Linked DNA regions of Mus musculus: region 1 is linked to region 2. Evidence: chromatin contacts called from public HiChIP or PLAC-seq data. All regions are on one chromosome and are shown on one strand. The core of a region is the stretch at or near the end of the contact, and the rest is flanking DNA. Distances in the headings are between cores, read along the strand shown.

What was found. HiChIP or PLAC-seq counts read pairs in DNA pulled down with a chosen protein or histone mark.
Region 1: a contact with region 2 is called in an H3K4me3 HiChIP or PLAC-seq map of embryonic forebrain, with 8 times the contacts expected there. The contact joins the promoter of Pou3f4 here to the promoter of Tent5d in region 2. A contact is called at or near these places in 1 of 39 promoter capture datasets (hippocampal neurons) and 2 of 115 datasets of contacts at active chromatin or transcription factors (astrocytes and embryonic forebrain).

What each region holds. Positions count from the first base shown.
Region 1 is chrX:110,809,851-110,816,514 of GRCm38.p6, reverse strand. Pou3f4 (POU domain, class 3, transcription factor 4) reads right to left here and starts at 2,136. Exons shown (of 1, transcript NM_008901.2): 1 at 1-2,136. The coding sequence starts at 2,050. The coding sequence ends at 965.
Region 2 is chrX:107,815,047-107,822,257 of GRCm38.p6, reverse strand. It overlaps Tent5d (terminal nucleotidyltransferase 5D), which reads right to left and starts at 5,781. Exons shown (of 6, transcript NM_001163104.2): 1 at 5,617-5,781; 2 at 2,503-2,572. 2610002M06Rik (RIKEN cDNA 2610002M06 gene) reads left to right here and starts at 5,924. Exons shown (of 8, transcript NM_025921.3): 1 at 5,924-6,123. The coding sequence starts at 6,108.

The DNA.
Region 1 (6,664 bases), core at 887-3,386, 3.0 Mb before region 2:
CAGGGCTCCACAGTTCCGTGAAAGTCGGGGGAGGGGGCAAAAAAGCAGCGAAATAGCCTTCAGGCTACTTTGCAAACCTATTCAGTTTGCTTGTTCTGCCCATATAGGCACTCAGTTCCGGGGGGGAAAATAGAAGCATCAACAACTTTCTCCACCATATCCTCTCCTCAAGTGTGGGAGTGCAGGAGGTGAGCATTTTTCTCTCTCCTCCTTTCAGCCTCCCTCCCTTTTTAAGCAATTAAAAACCCATCAGCTCAATGAAGAAATAATAATAATAGCAATAATAATGTGGAGTGGTCGATTAGATACAAATTATCTCACAAATATTGTGTACAGCTTGTAGTAAAACACCGCAGACAATTAGAAACGCTATAGAAGTTTTAAAAAAATGCAAAACTAGTCTATTGTAAAACAGATTTCACCTGAAATACAGCTGCTATAACCAAGGCGCTGAAAGGTTATTCATAGGCACACATCTGTCTTCCCACCCTCCCCCGCCCCCCACCCGTTACCCAGCTCCTTGCCCTTCTTAGAGAGGAGCAACCAAACAAATCTTACTCAGAGTAAACAATATATATTGATCAGCAGAAAAAGGTTGGAGGGAAATTGTCCTGGCAGCAGGGAATACAGGGTCCCCACCTGGACTTCTTAATATAATTGTGTTTCAGAGTTGAGAAGCCTGAATGTGTGTGTGTATGTGTGTGTGTGTGTGTGTGTGTGTGTGTGTGTGTGTGCGCGCGCGCGCGCGCGCGCGTGCGTGCGTGTTTGCCTGAGCGCGCGCGCGTGTGTGTGTTTCTTTTCTTAACATAAGTCATAAGAAGTTAGAAACCCCTGTGAAAGAAAAGAAGAGCTAGCAAGCTAGAGAGATAGCAACAATAAAGGATGTAATGCTGAAAGGAAGGTAAAGAGAGAATTGTATCAGCACTGCTCCCAGTGCAGCGGGCCACCTCCTTGCTTCCTCCAGTCAGAGATCGTGGCAGGACGCGTCTGTTTTCACCGTGTGCGAATAAACCTCGTGTGGCTGCTGATCCCCTGGCGGAGTCATTCTTTTTTCTTTTTGTCTTCTATTACAGAACCAGACACGCACCACTTCTTTCTCCAACTGGAGACTGTCTGCCAGCGAGGAGATCTCCTGCGCTGCAGGCTTGGGACACTTGAGGAAATGTGTTTCCAGTACGCCCTTGACACTCACCTCGATGGAGGTTCGCTTCTTGCGTTTGCGGCCTTGAGCAGCGATCTTGTCAATGCTGGTCGGGCTTCCTGTGGATGAATCAGCCTCCTCCAGCCACTTATTTAATAGCGGTTTCAGCTTGCACATGTTCTTGAAGCTCAGTTGTAAGGCCTCGAACCTGCAGATGGTAGTCTGCGAGAACACGTTGCCATACAGTGTGCCCAGTGCCAGCCCCACGTCGGCTTGCGTGAAGCCCAACTTGATTCTTCTTTGTTTGAATTGTTTGGCGAACTGTTCCAACTCATCAGAGGTTGGAGTCTCTTCATCAGAGTGGTCCTGGCAGTGGTGCGAGCCCAGCTCACCATGGTCTGGAGGCTCCCGGAGCACTGGATGCAGGCTCTGTGTGGAGGCAGCAGCTGGTGGTGGAGTGAGTCCCCCGTGCTCCAGCATACCGCTCACGGTGAAGCCTGGCTGCGAGTACACATTGAGGGGTTGGCCGCTGGACGTGATGGACGAGTTTGGAGCAGGGCTCGCTCCCCAGGCGTTCGGATGGTTAGTGTGCGGCGAGTGGTGGGCTACGTGCGGCGAGCGGTGATGGATGATTGCGCCCAGTTGCAGATCTTCGCGTCCCGGCTTCACGTCTTGCTGGTCCAGGGGGCTGGTGGCCAATGTGGAGGACCACGGGCCCCCGTCGCTAAGACTGGTCACCCAGTGATGCCCGAGGGGATGCCCATTGCTGGGAACTCCCTGCAAGTAGTCACTTTGGAGAAGTTTCTGAGGATTGCGGAAAGGACTTCCCTGCTGCATGCCCGCGGAGTCCGCATGGACAAGGGAGCTGGAACTGAGAATGCTGTAGGGATTCGAGGCAGCTGTGGCCATGGTCGATGAGGATCCTCTACTAGTTATAATGTGGCAAAGGGAGCAGCTTCAGCCTTTGACATCTATGGTGCGGGGGAACCAAAGCCGCTAGCGCGGGTTACCGGCACCCGCGGAGGCCAATCGCAGTGCGACTTGGCCTGGCCAGGCATAAACACAGCCAATGGTGGTGCGGGAGGCCGAGCTCGCTTTCCAAATTAGGCTGGCAAAGCTCGGGAGTTTCAGTGAGACCCAAGCAGGAAGTGAATCAATCTTTAGGCTCCATTGGCTGCCTAGCTCAGAGTGGCAGCGGCTCTTTTAGTTAACCCTTTCCCCCCTCCCGGAGACTACAAGGCTGTTAGTGGCAGAGAATAAATAGAAGGTAGATATTTGTATGGAGGGGCAGCGAGGAGGCTAACTTCAGTTTCAGGTCGCCTTTTAACTTATTTAAATTAAAACAAATAAATAAAACAAATTAAAATATCATTTTGATCTTAATGCATGAAAGAATTCCGGTTTAGTTAGCGTTTGGGTTAATGTGTGGACAGGGAAAATAAAAGGCATCTGCAAACTTTGAGCAAAGAGCGATGTCTTAGGTCAGAACCCCAAATAAAATTTCCATGATCCAATAAACGTTATCCCAGTATATGTTGCTCACTTATATTTCATTTATAAGAAATTAAAAAGCTTAAACGATACCCCCCCCTTTTTTTTCTTAAAATTTAGATTCAGTGTATGAAGGTTTTGGAATGTAAATCTTAAAGTGATCTTTGGAAGACTCAGTCAGTTTGAAGTTTGCTGGTTAATTGGAAACCTGGCTTTATCTTGGCTCCCCTGCCAGTTTCCATCAGAGGTCTCTCCACTATGCCAGGGGAGCTGCTTGCTGAAGCCCGCAGTCATCTTTCACGCTCACCCCGACACACTGAAAACCCACTCCCCCACTCCCAGTAGGCAGAAGGGAAGGCATTCATAACACCATGCCTGCCTAATGCTGCCCCTTGACAACTCTTTGAAACATTTGTATCCTGCTTCCTTGGCAGTGAGAAGGAAATATTGAGAATCATGCTTCCTCTACGAATTTCTGAAAATTTAGAGAATCAGAGAGGAGAAATGAGGAGAGAGGGAAGAGAAGAGCAGGGAGATGAAGGGGGTGGGGGAAAACTGGAAGAAATCCGGTGAGAGAGATCTTGGTGGCTAGACATCTTTTTCAACTCCTCCATCCCTCCACAACTGCCACAAAGCTTGAGTTAGCTTTCAGCCTTGGGGACCCAACTGTTTTTCAAATTTTGGTTAAAAGAAAGGCTTTTATGAGTCAGAGTAGACTAACTCCACTACCTTCACAGCCCCATGTAAAGGTGTTGTTGCTTGGAAGCAGAGTTAGGAGAAATGCAAAGATTTTAGAATTACACTAGCAGCTGGGAAAAAGCAAAACACACTACCCCACACCAAATTTGAAGTTTTAAAAATGCCCTTTTGTTTTGTAATTTTGGAGGCAACCTAGCTGTGTAATTATATTTGCTCTTACAGAAGACGGCATCAGAGTTCCCTTATTGGTTTGAAATTCCATTAAATATATTGCAAGAGCTCCTAGGTTAAGCTTGATTTAAATTTGCATACATTTTCATATATTTAGCTGAAATAAAAGAAGGCTTGCAGCTACCAGAAAGTCATTAAGGCATTAGTTTCTCTAAGAAGACAGATCTGAAGAAAATGCAAGAAAATGAGAAAAAAAAAATAAGAACAAGGTGAGCTTATTCTGCCATTCCTTTATATAGCTAAGGAGCATCTATTTCCTATGAAATTGGTGATTATTTTTATGACAGCATAAAGTAATAGGAGCGGAGATTGGTAAATGTAAATGGCGTTTCTTAGGGGAGAAAACCTTGCATCTGTTTGAAATCTTTCTTTTGCTCTTAAAGATAAACACTTAGTAATTACTGGCAGAGAGGATCTTTCGCCATCCTCCTTGCTCCCTCATTGAAATTGTAGGTTCATTTGCTGATGCCCTATTGTAAGGGCTTATCTGCTTTTAACCTAGAAATCGATTCATTCCCTCTGCCTCTCCCTCTCTCCCTCCCTCCCTTCCTTCCTCCCTCTCTCCCTCCCTCCCTTCCACCCTCTTGTCCTTCCCTCCCTCCCTCTAACACTCTGGTGCGCAGACACTCTCTCTCCATCTCTGTGTGTCTGTTTCTACCTCTCTTCTCTTTTCTGTGGAGGAATGAGGTAGGCTGTTTCTTACTGCTGAATGTATGCATAATCTTTTTACAAGAATGCAATCCAATTTGTGCCTGAGCTTATGCTTCTGAAGAAATAAGAACTCATTAAAATCAAACAAAAAGAAGTTTTCGGTGCTCGATTATGCTGCCTGTTTGGTGATCCGTTTGTTAGTATTTGTTGGGTCAGCTGAAAGGTCAGAGGAAATGTGTTGAAGAAATGTATGTGCAAAACTCTGATCATTATTATTGCCATGTTCTTGGTATGTTCCCCACCCCCACCCAGCAGCTGCTTTTGGGTGAAAGAATTGCTTATCTCAGACTGGCTGTTAAGAAGTTAAAGATAATTATCTGATAAATAATTTTGGTTAAAAGGGGGTCCTTTTCTAGTTTGGACTTGCAGGAATTTTTTGGATTCCACCTTCCTCTTAGTCATGGCCTTGCTTTGATAACTGGGTTTTGCTAGTAAAGCAAAAGTAGCTCAGACCATTAGTTCCAAGTCTGGAGGTAGGGGGAGGGTAGCAAAGAGGGGACATCTATACCCAGAAACAGATTTCTCACAGCCCTATGTTTTACTTTTTAATTTAACATAGATGTATATTAGGAACAGTAATCATCTTTCCTTTTTCTCTTCTTTTCCCCTGCTTATCCTCTTGCATCTTCTCTCCTTTCCTCTCCTCTCCCCTCTTCCTACTTCTCTCATTTAAAATTTTTTTATGAATATAGATCATGCCTATTGCATTAAGTGAAATCACTCCCTGTGACAACTGTAACAAAATCTTCGCTTGAATGTGAGGTATTTTGCTTTCTGAAGAAAATATCTACATGTAGTCAAATCTTGCTGTTCTAACTAATCTACTAGAGAGGTTTCCTTCGCCCTCTCCTGTCAGTCTAACTTCCCAAGTGTAACAGATGCTGCTCTCAAGAGCTCCTTTCTGTGGCTTCTCTTTATTCAGCCTTGCATATTTCTCCCCATGATCTGGGTTTCCATAGAGAGAGGAATAAAAGGGGGGACCATGGTCACAAATCCCCTGCCCCATGCAAAATAAAAGAGCCTCATTCAATAGACGACCCTGTCTGGACATGGGAGAAAAATAAGTCCAATCGAAGCTACTGTTGCAAAGAGCTGGTAACTTATTTTTCATAGACTGTAATTTGCCTTAAACTCCAAGTCACCCCTACCAAGCTTGCTCTCCCTGGCATCTGGGCTAAAGGCATATCTTGATATGCTCCTCATCGTGAAGTTCACTCTAGGTCCTCAGTCTGATTTCCCCATTCCCTCTAGAGCTAATGGTTTGAATAATATGACAATAGCTATCAAACCTACAGGGCTGGGGGAAGAAGCTAAAAGTCACTCTAGATAAGAACTGGGCTTTGAAGTAGAGGAACTGTAATAGTAGTGAATCCACTAGCTTTCTCCAGCAAGAGTGCAGAAGTTTCAATTCCTGGATCATGAAAGCACTGGGCAACATCTTCATTCCCTGTTGAGTTGTTTCACACTCCACTTTCCCACCCCACATTTTTCATACCCCTTCATTCTTCTCAATGAGGGCAATATAATTCTTTTGGAAAAGAAAGTCAGACTGGCTTGATTTACTTATACTTTTGTTTATTTTTAGCTTGGGAGTTTCTGATAGTTTTCCCTCCTCACAAAATTGAATGATGTAAGTTTCTGAATGTCACGGCAGAAGCTCAAGCCCTCTGTTTCCAAGCAAGGAAGGATTCACAAAAGAAATTAAGCAGATTAATGTAATTCAGGCTCCTGTAGAAGCATGCTAGCATGGCTGCAGCTGAGCAGCCTGCATCCAGACTGATTCTGAAAGCACCCCAGCCATAGTGATCATGACTCCTGCAGATTTAATATTTGAGTGTAGATTATTAAGGTTCTCATTATGTGTACAAATTGGTGAAGGGAGGAGAAAGGCTGTTGGGAGCTGAAGCTGGCAGAGGGTGGGGGTGGGGGGTTGGGAAAGGCGTCTAAAAGGCCAGATTTCATTGTGTGTAATATAGCATGAAGCTGCAGACAGTAGGACGTGGCACGTGGGCATGACCTCTAGACTGAAAACTTCACCTTCACCACAAGTTCACTTTGGAAGCAGGACAAGTTAGATCGGGTTTGCTAGGGACAAGTGTATCTTTTCTTTTTGAAAGCCAGGAGAACATAAAGAAGGGAACACAATTGAACAGCTTCTGAAAGCAGCAGAGAAAGAGGCATTTTCTCCCAGTATCTGTACATTGAGCTCATAAGACATTTTGGATTGGAGGCACAGCTACCCTTCAGAACAGCATACTCCTCACTGTCGCTCATCTTATGTGTCCCATTCTTTTCTTTCTTTCCTTTTTATCTGTCTTGTATTTTTCTTCTTTCTTCCCTTTCCATCTTTCTTTTTGTCTTTATATTCTTTCTTTAAAAAATATAGCAAGG
Region 2 (7,211 bases), core at 4,532-7,031:
ACTCAGTGAGTAGTGTATTAGTCATAAAGTACAGGATAGCCATGCTATAATCAACAGACCCAAAGAAGCCAAGTAGTAAGGAGGGCCCAAGGAAGGATGGTTGGATCTTTCTCAAGGGGAAACAAAAATCAACATCTGAGGTTGACTGAAGGAGGAACTGGATGGAAGAGATGATGGGGAGGTGTGGGGAGATCATATATAAGGAGATCAGGGGAGAGAGAAGGGAGATCAGCAGTTGGGGGGGCAGTCTCTAGGATGTGTCAGAGACTTGGGATAGGGAGAAACACCACAATGTCTATAGGGGCAACTCCAACTGAGACACCTAGCAGTAGAGGATATGGATATTGAGGTGGTCACTCCCTGCAGCCAGGAAGGACTTCTAGTGCACAGCAGACTACCCAAAAAACCTCCAAACCAAAATGTGATCTGACTACAAGATGTATAGGGATAAAGTTAGAGCAGAAACTGAGGAAATGGCCCACCGATGACTGCCCCAAATTGAGACTTATCCTATGAGCAAGAACGAATCCCTGACTTTAAAAAATAGAAAGGGATGCAGAGACTAACCCCCAAATATTATATGGAGCTCTGTGAATCTTATGGAAAAGTTTCAAAAATCTAAAAGACAATCATATAATAGTGAAATAATATGAAATAAAATGGACTATATATACTTATTTGTGGAGACTGTATGAATATAAATTCAAATATGATCCACACAGTGTTACTAATTTTATTTACTTTAATTCAATAAATGTATACATGGGTTTTGCCCATATATTATTAATAGTCTGTTCTTTCTGATTAAAGCCTTTAGAGTACTTTTTAAATAAGCCTTCTCTGGGCCTCTTTAGACATTAATTCTTTGTTGAAATATGCTTAACAGAAATGTCTAACTTTTCTAATGAACCATGTATTTATGTCATATGCTTTTTACTTTTCTTTAAGTGTATCATTCCTAATGATGGGTAACTTAATTTGAAGCTGCAAAGATTATGACTTCTCATTTTTTTTCTAATTTAGGAATTATAATACTATCTAATCCCAGAAATAAAACCATCAAAAATTTCCATATTGTTGCTGACAAAGTCAGAATCAATGTAAGTTACATAAACTGGTGAAGATTATTAACTCTATAGCAAGTGAAGCTTATCTCTGAATGAATGATTCCAAATGTCCTGTTTTCTTCAACAGCCTTCAAAGTGAACAGAAGGTAGAATAACTTCAAAATCCCTTTCCTAGGTAGGGGAGATGGCTTGATGGGTAACATGCTTGCACTGCAAACCTGGGAGCTAGAGTCTGGATCCATAGAATCCAAATACAAGCTAGACAGACATGGTAGCTACTGGTAATCCTAGCACACAGGAAGCAAAAACAGAAGCTCTGTGGGGAAATCTCCCTAGGTAGACTAACATGCATTAGTGAGCGTTGGTGTTTTAGGATTAAATTCTACCTCAAAGAATATAGAGTGAAGACACGTAAGACCAATTTTGGGCCTCCACAGTCCACATTCACATAGAGGTGCATGCACACTCATCAAACCACAGACACAGGCACACACACACACACACACACACACACACACACACACACACACACAAGCACGCACACATGTATGGATTTGAATTTTACCAAATATATAATTTTAAAAGCTAGACATGGTGATATTGCTTTCTTCTTACTGTAACATGTGTGAGCAGAAGCAGGATGACACCAGTTTCTCTTGCTATTACTGTTGTCAATCTTGATGGCTTAATATATAGGCAATGTTATATAATTGTAAAGTTTGACTAAGTAACTCTACAACTGGGAGTAATTTTGTTCCTGAGAGAATATTTTGTGATGTCTAGAGACATATTTTAGTTATCATAACTTGTAGAGAAGGGTGAAGATTGAGGCCAGAAATGATAGGAAGCATCCTATCTACTATAAGATAACCCCATCTCCAAAAGAAGTATCCAGCGTCAAATGCCTATAGCAACATCTGAGAAACCTTTATCCAGAGATAAAATGGGTGGATCTATAAGAACCATGCAGCACTTCTCTTGCCTCTGCTTCCTGAGTGCTAAGTTTCCAGGCCTGGAACAGCACAACTGACCATATTGATTATGTTTAAAGTATTTTTGATCTGGCCTTCAGGATAACACTATCTACAAATCACTGAATATATAGATAGATAGATAGATAGATAGATAGATAGATAGATAGATAGATAGATAGATATCATTATTACTAAATGACTAAATGTAGTAAAATACAGAGGAATCAAATATTTATCAAGACTTTTAGTTGTAGCTCTAATCAATTTACCAGATAAAATAGTAAGTGCCATGTGAATGACTTTGATAGAATTCTGACTGGAGAATTAGACTAGGGTAAAGAGTTGTATAGTTACAACAAAGTAGTAAAAAATTAACTATAGGTAAATATACAGGTTCAGTGGCTTCTAAATGGAATATAAGAATTCAAGACAGGTTTTTAAAAGAGCTATCTTTTCCTTACTTTGTCTTCATCCACACTTCTCAAAAAAAATCTTTTACTTCTCCACTTAACAATTTTCTTCAAACAGTGCCTGCATGATAAAATAATAAAGAAAAGAGCTTATTTAATAGTGGGTTTCTCTGCACATTTATGCCCATATTGAAGAATTTCTCAATCATGCAATTTTCAAAATTATTGTGGAATCATTCTAAAGTAGAAAGTATCTCTAATAACAGCAAATGCTTTATTCTTCCTTATCATATCATCTTTTAAGAATCAATCAAATCTTTTAGTGGTAAAGTGTAATTTTAATTTGATTAGTCAACTATTCAAAAGGTTTCCTGACAGGGAAATTTATAAGTCTTGATTGCTTTGTGAGAATCCGAGGTTACCAAAAATATTCTTCTGATAATATATATATATATATATATATATATATATATATATATGTATATGTATATATATAACCATCAAATATCACCCTTTATTATTTAAATAAGAAAGAAATCTTAACACAAAGAATAAATATCTACATATTATTAATGATCCAATGTTTATTTTTCTCTTTATAGTCATGTGAATTTTGCAATCAACTTTTCATCTTGTCTCCTAGAAACATTTCTCATTTTATAAACATAAACTGAATGAGTTTTAGGTCACCTATGTCAACCAATCAGACCTATTCCTTTTGTTTGTATTAGTTTTGCTAATTTTATTTCTTTCAGGCGAATATTTTTTTTAAATCATCATACTATGTACTTCTGGCTGACCTAGGCCTTCGTATTTAGACCAGGATGACCTCAATAGCAGCACTTCTCTTGGCTCTGACTACTGAGTGCTAAGTTTCTAGGCCTGGGACACCACACCTGAACATATTGCTTCTGTTTAAACTATTTTTCATCTGCTCCTCTATTTGCCTTAGCAAATAGACCTTTATCTCTTCAGTAGCTCCTCTAATCTCTTCCATCAGTTACTTGAATAGTTCTTTGCTAGTACAATTTGCAAATGAAATCTGAAATGGCAGAACAAAAAGTTTTTCCTATTACGAACTAGAACGCTTCTCACTTTATACTTCTCTAGCATTTCCAAAACAGAAGTTATTTCTCCATAGAGAAGCTGTAAAGATTGCACACCAGTTAAGACAATTTGTTTCTCCTGAACTCCTGTACAGCTAGCCTGTTGTACATATTCAAAAGAAGTGCATTAGAAACCTAGGAGACCAGGTTGTAACAAGGCTATTTGTTCAAAACATGCTTATGCAAATCATCTTTTAAAAGCTTTGGTTGTTGTTCTTATTATTTTTGTCACTATTTTCTTATGGGTAAAGATGTCAACAATACCTGCTAAGGTTACTACAGAATATGAACTACTATATGAAGTAATTATGAGATCCTTTATAAACAGTTCAATTTCTTCTCAACTAAGGTATTAATTCAATAAAGAATTTATTATTATATACTTGAATATCCAATTATACTATGTAAATAGAGGAAAAATATTGACCTTTGGGTCCATCTCTGAATTTATTTTATCATAATTTAAAGAAGTTCAGATTATCCACCTGATGTTATAACAAGAACAGGAAATCTGAGAAAAATTATAAAGAGATACACTATTCCCATTCCTGGTGCATTCCTATTCTTTCCTGCAATGGAGCTTAGTTTCAATAAACCATTACATTTTCTAGTCACTTTAGTAAATTTTGCTAAAAAGCCACAAAAGCATTGTCACAAAGCAGTCAAAACAAATATTAATATTTAGTGTCTAGGATCTAAAGATTATTTTATAAATATTTTCACTTAAAATACTTATTCATGTAACTGACTCAATTATAAAACTGACCATGATTAAAATCAGATAGTCAAGAAAATATGAAGTTAACTTTGGGATTTAAAACATAAAAGACCTCATAAACGTAAAATACCTTCTAGGTGTTTAGTACAGACGATAACAGTTTTGTTTTGTTTTTTACTTAAGACAGACAGCAGCAGCAAACACTCTCTATAAACAAGGACCTTATAAAAGAGATACTTCTTGAAAAAGTTTATCGTTTGAAAAAAATTTTAATTTAACGTTTATTTTTATACATTGCATACCTATAACTCTAACAACAGCATTTTAAAACTCACATATGTTTAAGTTTTGGTAGGTTGTTCTAGTATTTATGGTTTTACTGAAGGAATGATGTTAAAAATAGTAAGTGCTAAGGGAAAGTCTTTCCAGACAGATATCTTTACCTTTAACCCCCAAAGGTAGTTTTCCAGCAATGAAGGCAACTGTTTAAGGCACACAGAGAACTGATGAAATTTCCAAAGCTTTCAGTTTCATAAGTCTTGTTCTCCAACTATAAAGTGAGATGCAAACCTAAAAATAACCTTTACACGGTTCTGCCTATTGAAATGATTTCTAGACTGTACTTCCCAGAACTTTGTATTGAGCAAGGGTTCTCTTTTTCTTTTAATGAAACACGGACAGTTAGAAAACAGTCTGAAGCTTTTTACCAACTATCATTAACACAAAATAATAAAATATTCACTTTTAAAGCCAGTTTTGTTAAAAAAAAAAAAAAGAAATAATCCTAAGGATAAAAAGTGTATGGCATTGTGCACATAATTCCACAGGTTGAATTTAAGAATGAGGTAAATGACAAACTTCTGAGATTTAGCAATTACGACAATTACACTAACTTTCAGAGTAATATATGTAATTTCTATGACACTAAAATTGAAATGCCACAAATCTGCTTAAAATTCCCTCTTTTCCTAAGTCCAGAGAGTGCTTCTAATAAATCCACCTCTGGACATTTCTGAAAGTCAAAGGAACGTAAAATACGCCAAGCTCTATCTACGACCACCCCCATTACTGCTCCCACCCATTATAGAGATTTTATATTAATTTTAGACCATACATCAGCTGTGCTTAAGAAAAATAAAATTAAACCAACTAATATGAGAAAAAATTTCGAAGCAACATTACCTCTCAAGTAGAGCCGGACTTTTCCTCCTTCCCCTTCAACCCTACAACTCTAAGGTTCAAGATTGTTTAAAAAACCTCAACATTACCCACCACACTAACCCCTCGAGCCGTTCTTTTACACTGTCAGAATTTTTAAAAAGTACTTTAAAAGTCCTATACCTTTGTCTTCACCCTTTAAGACTTAAGCTCTGAGAGAAAGGGATGAGGGACGACCAGGACTGTGTGAAATCTGAGGTACGAGGTGGGCGGAAGGCTAAGCGGCGTCCAGGTTGACAAAAGAAAGAACTAGAAGTCCGGTGGGATGCCGGACCAGGTTTAGCGCAGTTATCCTGAGCGCACGTGAAGCATCTAAGTGGGAGGGACCTAAGCTTCAGCTCTCGGACTCCACCGCCCCCAAGCGACCAGAGCCATCCTAACCGAAGCGACTCACTGCAGCCATGTTGGCGTCGTCCCAGTCCCGCCTCTCTAGCTCGTGGGACTCCACCCACCACGGGTTCTAAACCGAAACAGGAAGTGGGCTAGGATCCCTCGAAACCCGCTACAACCGCCACCCTCCGCGCGCCCAAGCGACCCACAACTCGCGGGTCCAGCCCCTGTCCCGCGTGTTACCTGCCCCTCCCCCTCCTCCCGCCCGGTGAACTCGAGAGATCATGTCGAACATGGAGAGTATCCTTTCTGTTGGTCAAGATGCTACCAGGGCCTTGGGGGCTGGGGAGGGGGGGGCGAAGGCAGGGGTGCTGGGGACACGCCCAGGGGCTTGACCCTTTGGGCCCGCACGTGGGGCGAGGGAGCTGTGATGCGGATGGGTAGGCTCCAGCGGCCTGGGGTTGGCCTTTTTTTTATTTTTTTTATTTTTCACCCTCCTCCTCGCTGCGGCCGCCGCCTCCGCCTCCGCTGCCATCCTCGAATGTGGGGAGGGTCAGAGGAGCCAGTGGACAGACAGAGATAATTGAGCCCGTACCGCCCCTTGTTGAGGATTTCTGTCACCTGCCTTATCAGTGAATTTTTGGCCTCTTTGAAATTGACAGGGAATGGTGCCAGGACCTAGGGGAGGCGACTGGAGTTTGCCTATGGCTCCAGGCGGAGGTGTAGGTTCTCAAAGCGTACGTGGACAAACTGCTTTTGGCGAACTGCCCTTTAATGACTGCAGGTGACTGGTGATGAGGTTGAGCGATTGCTACGAACCCTCCGAACTAACTGTGCTCGCTTTCTGTTCCCGCTGCATTCTAATTTAACACTTGAGGAAATTCAGGTTATTCCTGAAGCCATAAAGTCCATCAGCCAAACCTGTCTGGCCACTTGGGCAATTAGTAGGGGCTAAGAATAAAGCTTCCTGGTGACGTCATGAACACAATTTGGCTTTCTTTTTCTTTTTCACTACTTAAATTCCATCACAGAAGCTCCATGTTGCTGTAATTTTTGCTCCTTCCAGGGGTTGGCTTTAGAGAAAAATAAAATAAATTGCTTTTTCTTCAACTCCAAGATAGCAAAAAGATAAACCATGGGTTATGGTAACTGTTCTGTAGCTCGTGTTAAGCTCTTTTGGCGCTATTAGTCTATAAGCCTGAAGTACAGGTAAAAATGGTTTTTTGATGGGTTCAATTTTATGTCATCCAGTAAATCTTGCAGCACTAGTCAGGATATGCTGTACATTAAAGTGCTAGCCTGGAGGAAAGGTGCAGATCATGAAAAGATGACCAAGAGAGGTCCTGTTTCTACTGCATGTAAAAAAAAATAGTGACTGTAGTATAGTT